Linked DNA regions of Mus musculus: all the other regions are linked to region 1. A link is a contact called in public ChIA-PET data. All regions are on one chromosome and are shown on one strand. Each heading gives the region's core, a stretch centred on a gene start, on an enhancer-like site or on the middle of the called end of the contact. The rest is flanking DNA. Distances are from core to core; before and after follow the strand shown. Region 1 holds the start of Dusp2 (dual specificity phosphatase 2). Region 2 overlaps Blvra (biliverdin reductase A). Region 3 has its middle 26 kb from the start of 1810024B03Rik.

Region 1 (4,104 bases), core at 599-3,098:
TGAAAAGGGTACCACGCCAAGGACAGTGGCTTTGGGGTGTATGTGTGACAGATCCGCATTGGCTCATATGCAAAGACTGAGGCACCCAGCAGACTCTGAGGGACACACTCTCACCCTGCCAGGGGGCCCAGCAGCTCAGTTCAGCACTGGAGTCAGGGGCTGGAGTTTCCCACAAAGCTAAGTTGATTTCACTCCTGCTGCAGGGACCTCAGCTAGCAGGGCCTCCCCTCTTCTCCACAGCTGGAAGGCTGTGGCTCCAGGCATGGCAGGTGACTCTGTTCAGCAAGACTAGACATGATGGTCCCCCTCCATGCTCTGTAATTTGTCCCTGGAATCAGCCATTAAGTCATCTGTGAGGCTGATGCCAAGGATAAGAGCCCCCTATCAGCTTCAGGGATCTATGGTCCAGACTCCCTGGCTGGGCTGCCAGTTGTGCTGTATCAGCCTCCAGACAGGCTTGGTGGGAAGGGACCCAGGCTGTGGCCCTGGAACCAACTTGCATGACCGTGCCACTGAGACACAAGTCCATGACTCCTGGTCCAGGAGTCCTCGTAGCTCTCCCTGGCATTCTGTATCCCCCACAAGCCCCAAGTTCCCCAAATCAAGAGGAAAGGCATAATATTTTGCTCGAGCACCTATATACCTACCATACCTTATGTTAGGGGTCCCCACAGGTTCTAGCCACAGGCCTCCAAGAAACAAAGGATCTGCAGGGATGCTGGAAGGGTCTTAGTAAAGGCAGAGGATTGGCTCAGGGCAATAAAGATTTGGGAGGCTGGGTTCTGAACACTGTCCCCACCCGCCTGCTTCAGTTCAGCCACCTACCAACTTTCTCGCCCCCAACGCAGGAGTGTCCCGGGGGGCCCACGTGCAGCTGGGCCTCACCACATCCGGGAGGGGGGGGCGGGCAGGCACTTGAGTGGGGGAGCACAGAATGGCTGTGAGTTACCCAGTTTTTCATTCTTACAGTTTGGTGTGGGACCAGGGCCTGTCCCAGAGGGGTTTGTAGCTCCTAAGGGGTCGGAAGGGAACAGGTTCTGTGAATAGTCCTTCTTCCCCTGAAATTCCCGCCAGGCCTGGCTATGCCCTGGGAGAGCCCAGCATCGTCAACAGAGTTCCTCTTTAGCCCTGGCCTGTGGCATGGGAACTACTTCTTTTTAGGCTCTTGGGGGTTTCCCTGGGCCCCTGGGGAAAGAAACTGTCCCAGTCATAAGAGGAAACTCGTCACAGGCCCCTGCGCCCCTTCCCCATTAAAGCCCCTCCCACCCCACCCCACCCCCGCCCCTGCCCCAGGGCTTTGGCTTTCCAGGACTCCTCCACCTGGGCCTGGGCCTGACATGGGAGAATAGGACAATTTCCTGACGGTTGGTGTCTTTCCTAATAGTGTATCATTATGGGTAGCAACAGGTAATTTGTCCATTTTTGCTATCGAAATTCCTAGAATGAAAACCCTGGGAGAAAATGGGAAAAGTGAGGAAGCTGAAGACCTGAGTAACTCAAAGGCTCGGTGCAGCTGAGAGCTGAGTTCCTAAGCACTTAGTGGCTTGAAGCCTGGCAAAGAGTGGGGAGCACTGGGGCATATACACTGGAGAGACGTGGGTGGGGCCTCTAGACTCCAGGCCGACACTTGTCACGGTCTGGTTCCCAGTTTCTTCCCCCGCGTGTCCCTCCCCCTGATGCCCCGCCCCACCCACCCCCTGTCCGCTCAGGGAGCCCCGGGGGCGGCCCAGCCAGAGTCCCACGTGAAGCCGCGGGGGCGGGCACCGGCGCCTTCCTGCTCTACCCTTGTATGGTGACCCGAGGGGCCAGCCCTCGAGTATTTAAGCCCGGGCTCGACGAAGAGCCCCCAGAACCGTCAGCTCCCGCCACACAGACACCGCGCCGCCGGAGCCGAGGGAGAGGACATCCGGAAGCAGGAGGCTTTGCGATGCCGATCGCCATGGGGCTGGAGACGGCGTGCGAGCTAGAGTGCGCGGCGCTGGGCGCGCTGCTGCGGGAGCCGCGGGAGGCCGAGCGCACGCTGCTGCTCGACTGCCGCCCGTTCCTGGCCTTCTGCCGGAGCCACGTGCGCGCCGCGCGACCGGTGCCCTGGAACGCGCTGCTGCGGCGGCGTGCGCGCGGCACCCCCGCCGCTGCCCTCGCCTGTCTGTTGCCCGACCGCGCACTCCGGGCGCGCCTGGGCCGCGGGGAGCTGGCCCGTGCCGTGGTGCTGGATGAAAGCAGCGCGTCTGTGGCCGAGCTCCCGCCGGACGGCCCCGCTCACCTGCTGCTAGCCGCACTGCAGCACGAGATGCGCGGGGGACCCACGACCGTGTGCTTCTTGCGAGGTGAGCCCGCGCCCCGCGCCCTGCGCCCTTCGCCCCTTCTCCCATGTTCCGCGCCCCGCGCTCTTAGCCCCTTGTCCCACGTTCCGTGCCCCGTTCCCGACCTCTTGGCTAATCATACCCTTTCTTGTCTTTCCCACAGGCGGTTTCAAAAGCTTCCAGACGTACTGTCCGGATCTGTGCTCTGAAGCTCCTGCCCAGGCCCTGCCTCCTGCTGGGGCCGAAAATAGCAACTCTGACCCGAGGGTTCCGATCTATGACCAGGTGAGTTGATATTCGAATTTGTTGTCTTCATTGTGCATTCTAGAGGGATGCCTCTGGAGAACGCCAGTGGGGAAAGACAGGGGTGTGTTCCAATATACATTCCCAGATGTGGAGAGTGTTTGTGTGACCTGCAAATGGTGTGAACGTGTATATATCCTCATACAGACTTTAAGGCATATGTGGCACAAAGTGTCTGAACATATGTCCCCTTGTGGCCTCAAGACTTTTAATTCTGTCCTTGGTCAGAAGGCCTAGAGCTTCTCTTGTTTCTAGCCAATCCAAGATGTCTGGATCAAGCCCTCCAGCACAAGGCTGAGTGAGGTCTCACCACCGTCCCCTTCCTCCTCCAGGGTGGTCCTGTGGAAATCTTGCCCTACCTGTACTTGGGCAGCTGCAACCACTCCTCAGATCTTCAGGGCCTGCAGGCCTGCGGCATCACAGCAGTTCTCAATGTCTCTGCCAGCTGCCCCAACCACTTTGAGGGTCTTTTCCATTACAAGAGCATTCCAGTAGAAGATAACCAGATGGTGGAGATAAGTGCCTGGTTCCAGGAGGCTATCAGCTTCATAGGTAGGGGAGCCTCAGCCCAGGGTTCTGTGGGAACTGTAGGGGAGAAGGTACAGGCACCTGATTCCTCTGTCCACCTTCCTGTCTGACTCTCGGCTCCACATTTCTTTTTCAGACTCGGTGAAGAATAGTGGGGGCCGGGTGCTGGTGCACTGCCAAGCTGGCATCTCTCGCTCAGCCACCATCTGCCTGGCATACCTGATTCAGAGCCACCGGGTACGGCTGGACGAGGCCTTTGACTTTGTTAAGCAACGTCGGGGAGTCATCTCCCCCAACTTCAGTTTCATGGGGCAGCTGCTACAGCTGGAGACCCAGGTGCTGTGTCACTGAGGCAAAGCCCAGCCTGGCCCCACCCACAGCTCTGGCTTTGACTGACTCCTGGGGGAAGCTGCTGTGGCCCAGCTCCTCCCTCCTCATCTTGCCGTCCCACTGGGGTGCTAGGAAATCCAGGATGACGGCTGCTCTGATATGGTGCTCTTCTGAGGTGGCATAAGGGCTGGCCCTTATTTGCTCTCCCTCCTTCGACTTGCAGAAATTAATTTAATTAATTAATTTACTATATTAAAGCCCTTGGTCACCCAAGGGCTCAGAAAACAAGCTGTGACAAGCAGAAACCATGTCTAGGGGTGTGCAGCCCTTGACCCAAAGCTTAAGCCTTGTGCTCCCAGGGGAGCCAGGAAGTGACGTGTGTGTCATGTTACGGACATCTGACTTTTGTGTGTGTGTGTGTGGGCATCTCGCTGTAATTGGTGCTGAAAAGTTATTTGTGTTCAACTGACATTTAACGCTCTCTCCCCAACTTCCTCCCGGCCCTGTGGGCCAGGGAGGGGCGTTGGAAACAGCACTTTATATTTATATAGAACATTGAGGTTGTGTCAATAAAAACAGTGTTTTGTTTAAAAAAGAGCAGTACCACATTGTCTGGTCTCAAGTCTGTGCCTGCGATGGC
Region 2 (4,104 bases), core at 553-3,052, 250 kb before region 1:
ATACTTTCACAAGTCATAAATAACCACTGTGGTGGTTCATATTTAGTACACAGGAACACGTCCTCCCAGTCTGACTGACTTGAGTTGGCCCCCTATTTCCAGGCACCCCTATATAATTCCCACTTAGTCTTTTTGTTGCTGTTGTTGGTACTGTATGTGTGTGTGTGTGTGTGTGTGTGTGTGTGTGTGTGTGTGTCTCCATGCCTCTGTCAGAATGTGAGCTCATTCTTTATTTTATTTTAGAGGGCATCCGATTTCATTATAGATGGTTGTGAGCCACCATGTGGTTGCTGGAAGTTGAACTCAGGACTTCTGGAAAAACAGTCAGTGCTCTTAACCACTGAGTCATCTCTCCAGCCCCATGAGCTCATTCTTCATGTTTTCTCCCACAGTGCAGCACACAGTAGGCAAACAATAAGTGCCAGTCAAATCTAGCAGTGTGCAGTGGGTAGCTTACAGATTCCCGCTTGGCTGAAGCTGCTGTTGGTTGTCCGTGTCTCCGAGGCAGCCTCCTTCCAGGACCACTTAAAGCTTTTGCACCGGGGCCCAGTACAGAATGGCCTGACTCCGGCTCTTTTACTGTGTTCTCTGTCATAGTGATAGTCCCCTAGCTTTCCATCCTGGCCCCACTGCTCAGCTGTGGTACCATGGCCTCTCTAGGCTAGTTGTAATAGAGACAGGGATGCTTGCTTTTTCTCCTGATGGTCAGCAAGCCTTGAAGTACATGAAGGAACTTGCAGTATATGATGGTTTGTACCAGGGTGGTGTGAACGTGAGGTTTGGCTTGCTGTGGTAGTCACAACATTTCATCAGGAGCTTAGTAGAAATGACCACAAAGATCCTTTTGTGTGAACTACAAGGTTCTGGTTCTTTTTATTTTAGAGCAGTAACTTGGAAGGCTTGTGGTTTCTGCACAGCATTGGTGGCCATGTTGGCTTCTATTCCAGGTCTCCTGAATTCAGCCCAAGTGCTGCTTACTTTCCTTCCTCTACAGTGGAAAACACCCAGGAAATAGGAAGGAGAAAATGAGTCTCTTACTTTCCAAAAGCTCATCCCTGGGCACTGTTGGGAGGGGGGAGAAGAGTGCTGCTCATCTAATAGAAGCCTTGGCTCTGTCTACCTTTTTAAAAAAGATTTATTTATTTATTCTATGTAAGTACACTGTCACTGTCTTCAGACACACTAGAAGAGGGCATCAGATCCCATTACAGATGGTTGTGAGCCACTATGTGGTTGCTGGGATTTGAATTCAGGACCTTTGGAAGAGCAGTCAGTATTCTTAACCACTGAGCCATCTCATCAGCCTCAGTTTTGTCTACTTTTAAGACTGCTTGTTATTTCTGAAACAGACGAGAACTTGGGAGCCTTGATAATGTACGGCAGATTTCTTTGGAAGATGCTCTCCGCAGCCAAGAGGTTGATGTCGCCTATATTTGCACTGAGAGTTCCAGCCACGAAGACTATATAAGGTAGGTTTCTTGATGCACACAGGCTTTGCCTTACATGTGCAAGCTAAAAACTATGCAAGTGGGACTTAATGGTCAACACAGAAAATTCTCGTTGTCCTGTGACCTTTAAAAATTACTGTCAGGAGGGCTAGAGAGATGGCCTAGCTGTTAAGAGCACCAACTTCTCTTCCAGAGGTTCTGAGTTCAATTCTGAGAAACCACATGTAGCTCACAACCATCTGTAATGGGATCTGATGCCCTCTTCTGGTGTGTCTGAAGATAGTGACAGTGTAGTCACACAAAAAAATTACTGCAGGAACTATACTGTACGTAAAAAAAATACTGTCAGGAACCGGATGTGGTTATGCACGCCTTTAACCCCAGCAATCACAAGGCAGAAGCAAGCAGAGCTGTCAGTTTCAGGACAGCCTAGTGAATTCCAAGACAGCCAGAGCTACATAGTGAGATCTCGTGAAATAAACCCTTCTCTCCCAAAGCTGCTTTTGATCACAGCGTTTATCCCAGTAGTGGAAAGTAAACTAGAGTTTGAATACTGATGAATAGTGAAATGATCTTACAACTGGACATGTTTGGTATAGATCATTCTTTACTTTGCAAGGGCACTGGGTCTTGGCTGTTTGTGACACTTTCTCATGGGGGCACTGGGTCTTGGCTGTTTGTGACACTCGTACACAGGCTCTCATGCATTTGCAGACTTGTGTTCCTACAGGGCATTTGTGAGTTTATTTGAAGTGTCCTTTCCCTGTCTTTTTGTTTTCAAAGGCAGTTTCTTCAGGCTGGCAAGCATGTCCTCGTGGAATACCCCATGGCATTGTCATTTGCGGCAGCGCAGGAGCTGTGGGAGCTGGCTGCACAGAAAGGTGATGTTTTCTCTGACTCTGTCTGCCTCCTGAGTTTCTAGGGTGACGTCACTGCCTTTCCAGCAAGCTGCCTTATGTGCATCGGCTTTGCTACTGAGTTCCCATCTCCCTCCTGGCCCAGGCTGTGGATGCATAGGGAGGTGTGTGGATGAGAAAAATGCAGAGGAGCCTGTGGACTCTTAGCTTTGTTCTAATGAAACAGTAGATTGGTTGCCACATGTCACAGTGGCATGATGTTGATATTGTACTTGTACCTCAGATACTTACTGATGGGTTTTGGTTTTTTTTTAACAAAATCTTAATCATTGGATTTTACCATTGAAGCCAGGGGCTGGGTTGAAAACCTTCTAGCTCAGAGAAGTAGAGGAAGCACCCAGCTGTCGTTCCTTCTCAGCTGACATCCCAGAATGAATCCCCATCACCAAAAAGCTCCTTCAAACTGAATGACCCTCCCTTCTACTTCCTGTGTGTCTCTCTACCCACCCTTCTGACTCCCTCTTACTCTCTATGGTTTTTTTCTTAATAATCCTATGTTCACTTCCTGTCCACTGGTTACTTGTTCCTCCTCTTGACCTATGGTTGACTTTATTTAATCCGTTGAGAATACTCAAGCAGAAAACTACTGGATTAAAGGTATGTGTTAAGGCTGAGCTACACCACAACTAGAAATGGGTTTTTCCAGTAAACAGCACCATGTCAGGGTTCACAGTGTGATCAAATATCCTGCAACAACTTAATAATGGAAAAATTCCCAAATCAATGTAAGTGGTTGTCTTATATGTATACTATATAGTTTCCTTGTTATACTAATTTAATAAGTATTTATTAAAGGTTCACTGTATGCTAGGAAACTTAAACATACTGTATGTTTAGTTCTTTTAAAAAGTTTGGGGATTAGAGATCTTTGTTTGCTAAGATTAGTAATCTATGAAAAAAAAAAAAAAGAGGTTTATGTAGCTCATATCTCAGACTGCTGGAGGTTAGAAGTCCAGAGCTGAGCAGCTGTATCCATTTGGTGTCTGAGAGTTTCTTGTTCTCCAGGTAGCAGGACTAAGAACAGTTTGGAGAGGCCCAAAGTCCTGACAGTCTATCCTCTATTTTACCCATCCCACTTTACGGCTTTCCCCTGAGTTTTCTAATTGGGTTTTACGTTTTTCAATTCTATCTTCATTTTAGCCTGAGTTTTCTTCAGTATTTCTGACTCTTTACTGAATCCCATTTTCAAGTTCCTAATTGTTCTTGTCATTTTGTTCAGCCTTGTGTTTGTGTTTTCTTGTGCATCGCTCCGGTGTTTATTGCTGGTCTCTTCAAGTTCATTGAGCTGTTTGCTTAACTCTTCCTTTTTTTGTTTATTTTTATTTATGTGCATTGGTGTTTGCCTGCATGTGTGTCTGTGTGAGGGTGTTGGATTCCCCAGAACTAAAGTTATGTCTAGACAGTTGCAAGCTGCCATGTGGGTGGGAATTGAACCCAGGTCCTCTGGAAGAGAAGCCAGTGCTCTTAATCGCTGAGCCATCTCTCCAACCCCTGCTTATGTCTTTTTAAAACTCTATCAGTTGTGTAAGTTTGATTGTTCTTTTAATTTATGTCCTGTAACTGGAGAGATGCTTAGCAGTCATGAGAAATGGTTGCTCTTTCATAGGACTTAGGTTTGATTCTGAGCACCTGTACAACCATCTGTAAATCCAATCACAGGGCTTTTGATATCCTCTTCTGACCTCCACACATGTGGTACATAGATATAACATACATGCACTCAAAACACCCATACATAT
Region 3 (4,104 bases), core at 1,068-3,567, 150 kb before region 1:
GCTGAAACTGCTTAGTTATGCTGCTTGTTTGAGCTGGAACATGCCCTCCTTGTTCTATTACATTATCACCATCTTTCTGTTTTCCAATTTCTTCCTTGCCTAACCTTGGCTGTCCTGGAACTTGCTCTGTAGATTGACCTGGATGGAACTAAGAGATCTGTATGTTTCTCTCTTTTGAATTCTGGGATCAAAGGCTTGTACCACCACACCTGAACTTAAGCTTTTCTGTACTTGGAACTTGCTCTGCACAAGGCTGGCCTTGAACTCAGAGATCTGCTTGTCTCTGTCTCCTGAAATTAAAGGCATGTTCCATCATGCGTGGATCTAAGCTTTGTTGGTTGGGATCTTGCACCAAAGCTACCACCCCCATATTTTGTTTATCTCCTTGATCATTTGATTCAGCTTCATTTCACTTCCTGGTGCCCCATTAATACTTAAAACATACATTTTATATTTTTCCTTTCTCTGCTTGCTCCTTTTAATTAAAACACTCTTTATAAGACAAAACAAGAGAGCAAGGTCTCTGCTGGGATTTTTTTAAGACTTATTTTGTTAATGTAATTAATATAAATCTCTTTACTTTAGTCTCAGGTAGACTCTTCAGACAAGGGTCTGAACCATCTTCTTCACCAAAAACAGTCTCTAGGCCAGATACTGAAGTTCTTCTTCACTGAAACATCTTGGGCCAGGTCTGCACAGTACAAGTCACTCTCAGCAGCAGAGTCTTCCAAATACCTACTAGGATAGCCCAGTAAGCCTCAATAGAAACATTCCACTGCTTGCAACTACTCTGTGTCCCCCCAGCACACTCCTACCCAGCTACATAACAGAGTTAAGCAAGATTTCTGAATTCTTTTACATTGTTAAAATAAATAAATAAAATGTACTTGCTGTCTCTTAAGTATCAAGGAGCTGGGGTTATGGGCAGATGATTCATAGGATAATCAAAAGGGATCCTGGAATAAATAACCAAATTCATATGTAATAAAAAAAACCCAGGCTTTTGATCTGTATATGATGAGCTAGCAGGAAGATACTGCAGTACTTTTTAAAGTGTTTTTTCTGTAATGAGAGCTGAGCTATCTGGATATCTCTGGAAAGCAAACACAGCTCTTCAAGATTTTTTCCTAACATTCTAATGTCTGAGGTTAGAAATTCCAAGAATTACTTAGAGAGGTGACAGAGCTCTGTTAAAATGTTTTCTAGCAGTTATCCAGAGAAGGCTATGTGAAGAGTGAACACAGCAGATTTTTTTTTCCTTTCTGATTTTGATAACCCAAGAATTACTTTTAGAATTTTTCTAACAGTATTTTTGACTTGATTGGAAAAGCCAAGAATTTTTTAGATCAGTTTTTCTGACTTTGGTGAGAAAACTGAGGAGCTATCCAGAGAGCGTTTAGAATTTTTACTAGCAGAGAGAGCTGTCTCACGCAGAAAGCTAGCTGTCTCAACCACAGAGGTTTTAGAATAGAAAGTAAAATCAGTCTAGAGCACACAGACACAGAGAAAGCAGTCTGGGAAGCCATCTCATCTGGAATGCTATCTCAGCAGAACATAAGCCAGCAGCTTGGACCCATGATTTGAGTTCAAGTTGCTTGTTTCCCTGTTGCTCTCAAACACCCCTTCTCTTAGGAACCCAGACCTAGGTGAGGTTGGTCCTCTGCATTAGTGTTCTCTGTTCTTTCTGTACATTGATACATTTTTGTATCTATATATTTTGATACATTTATTGGTTAGATCACAGATAATGATTAACAAAGAGCTCCTTAGCCATCTACTTTTACAGCGTCATTTACTGGATGGTTAGCTAAGATTTTGTAATAGAAGATGAACATTCTAGAGGTATTTCTGTCCAATACTTTTATAATTTACGTATGTTTCTGCATGACTTTGAGCTAAGAATGCCCTTAAAAATCTCTGCTTTTACCTTGTGATCAAGTTCAGAAGAGGATTTAACATAGCATGCATAGGGGTAGGCAAACCTATATGTGAACTTATCAACATTCCCTAAGTAAAGTCTCAATGATTCCAAAAGGAAGAAGCGGAAGTGCCTACTGAGTGTTGTGACTGGAGCTCTGGAAAGCTCCAAATTTGCAATGTGGCCCACAGTGGAGAGAAGCGGGTAACTTAGCCAAGAGCAAATTGGAGTTGTGGGTCTTCCCCTGACCAGGGTGGGGGAAAAAGACCGGCAAGCAATTGGAAGAAAGACAAAGGTGGTACTGAAATGCAAATTTCTACAGATCCGGGAAAGGACTGGCCTCAGACTGGCAACCTGTGCCCGGAATTATTCCGCTGTGTCCCTTCAGCACACTCTAATCCAATGGGTGGTGTGTATGTCACTCCAGATTCACTAGCCAATTAGGACATCCAGACGGATCTGCCACCCAAAAGAGAAGGCGGGCTCTTCCGGGTGCGATCTTGCAAGTTCCTCTTTTAAATTTAGCTAGCAGTCTTGAATGTTTCTGCTTGATGTGTTCTGTGTGCCGCTCCTGGGTGCGGGGAGCTCAGGCAAGCCCAGAAGTTCCGACACGTTAAGTGCAGGGCAGTCTCCCACAAAGGGAGGAGCAGGCGGCTGAGCCCAGGGGGCTCTGTGGTAAACAGCAGCCTGACAGAAGCTGTTACTTGTGAGGTTCCCCTGTGGTCCTTCTCTCTCCCTGGGCCCGGCTGTGGGCTCGGAATAATCTCACTAGGGTGGCTGCATCTACACAAAGCATTTGGGGAAAGGGCTTCTGTGTAGAAATACCCTTGGCAGGATGCCAAACTTGGAGAGCCCTTGTTTCTATAGTTTCTTCTGTAAGTTTTGGCCTTAGCATTTAGGCATTTTATAGCTAGGTATAAGTCCCATTTCGAGTTAATTTTGTGGAGCCTGTAAAAGGCATCTCGTGTGTCGGATAGCACTCAAATATTAAGCTGTGATGTAGAAGAGTAAAATTGATGTAAAGGATCGACTAATGCTTGTAGTGGCGGCAAGTCGAATGTAGGTGAGGGAGGACTGCCCCTAAAACTCCACACAGGTATGTGCTATGCTAAAAAGGCCGATTGGAGAATAGGATGCTAGAATACATGTGGTAGTTTACCGGGATTGTCCAGACATTTGTCCACAAACCATAAGGTAGGAGACAACTCTGCTTTACAATCATGAATTAGCCCCATCCTGACTTCAAAGAGCAGGTCTCTAACAAGTGGCTCCAAGGGGCAATATAGGGCCACAACCAACTTTAAGGCCTGGTGTGCCATAAAGGTCTGGTTTTCTTCTTGAGAAAAGCATCGTTTTGTCACATGGGCAAGACTACAGCTGGTGATAACTCTTTGAAAAGGAAAAACACTGTTTGGTGAGGACTGGCCTGGTCAAGCAAGGCATAGAACAGCTCCTTCTAGGTCTCCAGAGCCAATGCCAACCTGGGGCTCAGGCTTGGGAGCTTCCCCTAAGGCCCTGAAGTGCTGGGAATAAAATAGAGCTCCTTCTCTAAAGCAAGGACGGTGCTTGGGAGAGCGGGTGGAGGTCTGGGGCCAGGGCCTTCGGGGATGGCTTGCTTCAGACCCTGAGATCCCACCACATGCGGCTATGGTTATCAGTCCCGAGTCCAGTGTGGGCTTGGTCAGGAACGTTTTTGAGAGATTCTCTCTTCCTGTTTTTCCAGCTTTCTTTTATTAGCTCCTTCCTGTGGTTTTCTCACTGTATAGTAGTTTGTGCTGACTTCATAGAAGTCTCCTATCTTGTTCCATTTTCCCCCTGTAAGAAGTATACAAGATGCTGTTCTCCAGAAGCCTGTGTGGCATAGACAGCCTATCCAAGACACCCCCATCACAATTTTGATACTTTCTTCTATTTATTTATTTATTTATTTATTTATCCAGGCAGGGTTTCTCTGTGTAGCCCTGGCTGTCCTGGAACAAACTCTGTAGATCAGGCTGGCCTTGAACTCAGAAATCTGTCTACCTCTGCCTCTGCCTCCCAAGTACTCAGATTAAAGGCGTTTGCCACCACTGCTTTCTTCTACTTTTCCAACCTTCTCATCTTCCGGCACCTCAAACTCAGGACCCCATCACCAAAGAGTGGCCTGCTGTTTCAATGCACTGGTATACTTAAAAATAATTCTGGTT

The links. ChIA-PET counts read pairs in DNA pulled down with a chosen protein or histone mark.
Region 2: an RNA polymerase II ChIA-PET map of effector CD8 T cells shows a contact between it and region 1, with 5 read pairs. The contact joins the enhancer-like site here to the promoter of Dusp2 in region 1. A contact is called at or near these places in 4 of 484 Hi-C or Micro-C datasets (the HPC-7 cell line, embryonic stem cells and myocytes), 2 of 115 datasets of contacts at active chromatin or transcription factors (effector CD8 T cells and memory CD8 T cells) and 1 of 9 other capture datasets (liver).
Region 3: an RNA polymerase II ChIA-PET map of effector CD8 T cells shows a contact between it and region 1, with 65 read pairs. The contact joins the enhancer-like site here to the promoter of Dusp2 in region 1. A contact is called at or near these places in 6 of 39 promoter capture datasets (the 3T3-L1 cell line, the C10 cell line, embryonic stem cells and 3 more), 10 of 484 Hi-C or Micro-C datasets (the AML12 cell line, embryonic fibroblasts, embryonic stem cells and 6 more), 3 of 115 datasets of contacts at active chromatin or transcription factors (effector CD8 T cells, embryonic stem cells and memory CD8 T cells) and 3 of 9 other capture datasets (adipose tissue, liver and pancreatic islet).

What each region holds. Positions count from the first base shown.
Region 1 is chr2:127,334,311-127,338,414 of GRCm38.p6, forward strand. Dusp2 (dual specificity phosphatase 2) reads left to right here and starts at 1,849. Exons shown (of 4, transcript NM_010090.2): 1 at 1,849-2,327; 2 at 2,467-2,588; 3 at 2,939-3,158; 4 at 3,271-4,067. The coding sequence starts at 1,928. The coding sequence ends at 3,485. It overlaps Gm46762 (a long non-coding RNA gene), which reads right to left and starts at 1,241. Exons shown (of 3, transcript XR_003953899.1): 1 at 1-1,241.
Region 2 is chr2:127,084,614-127,088,717 of GRCm38.p6, forward strand. Blvra (biliverdin reductase A) reads left to right here. Exons shown (of 8, transcript NM_026678.4): 4 at 1,350-1,469; 5 at 2,232-2,329. Among named protein-coding and RNA genes, the nearest start is that of Gm39922, 12 kb to the right of the region's middle. Within about 2 kb of position 1,803, at least 33 of the 459 cell types and tissues checked have an H3K27ac peak or open chromatin away from gene starts, as enhancers often do. A contact at or near this core is called in effector CD8 T cells, where this site is marked.
Region 3 is chr2:127,180,609-127,184,712 of GRCm38.p6, forward strand. No RefSeq gene overlaps it. Among named protein-coding and RNA genes, the nearest start is that of 1810024B03Rik, 26 kb to the right of the region's middle. Within about 2 kb of position 2,318, at least 362 of the 459 cell types and tissues checked have an H3K27ac peak or open chromatin away from gene starts, as enhancers often do. A contact at or near this core is called in the AML12 cell line, adipose tissue, effector CD8 T cells and 10 more, where this site is marked.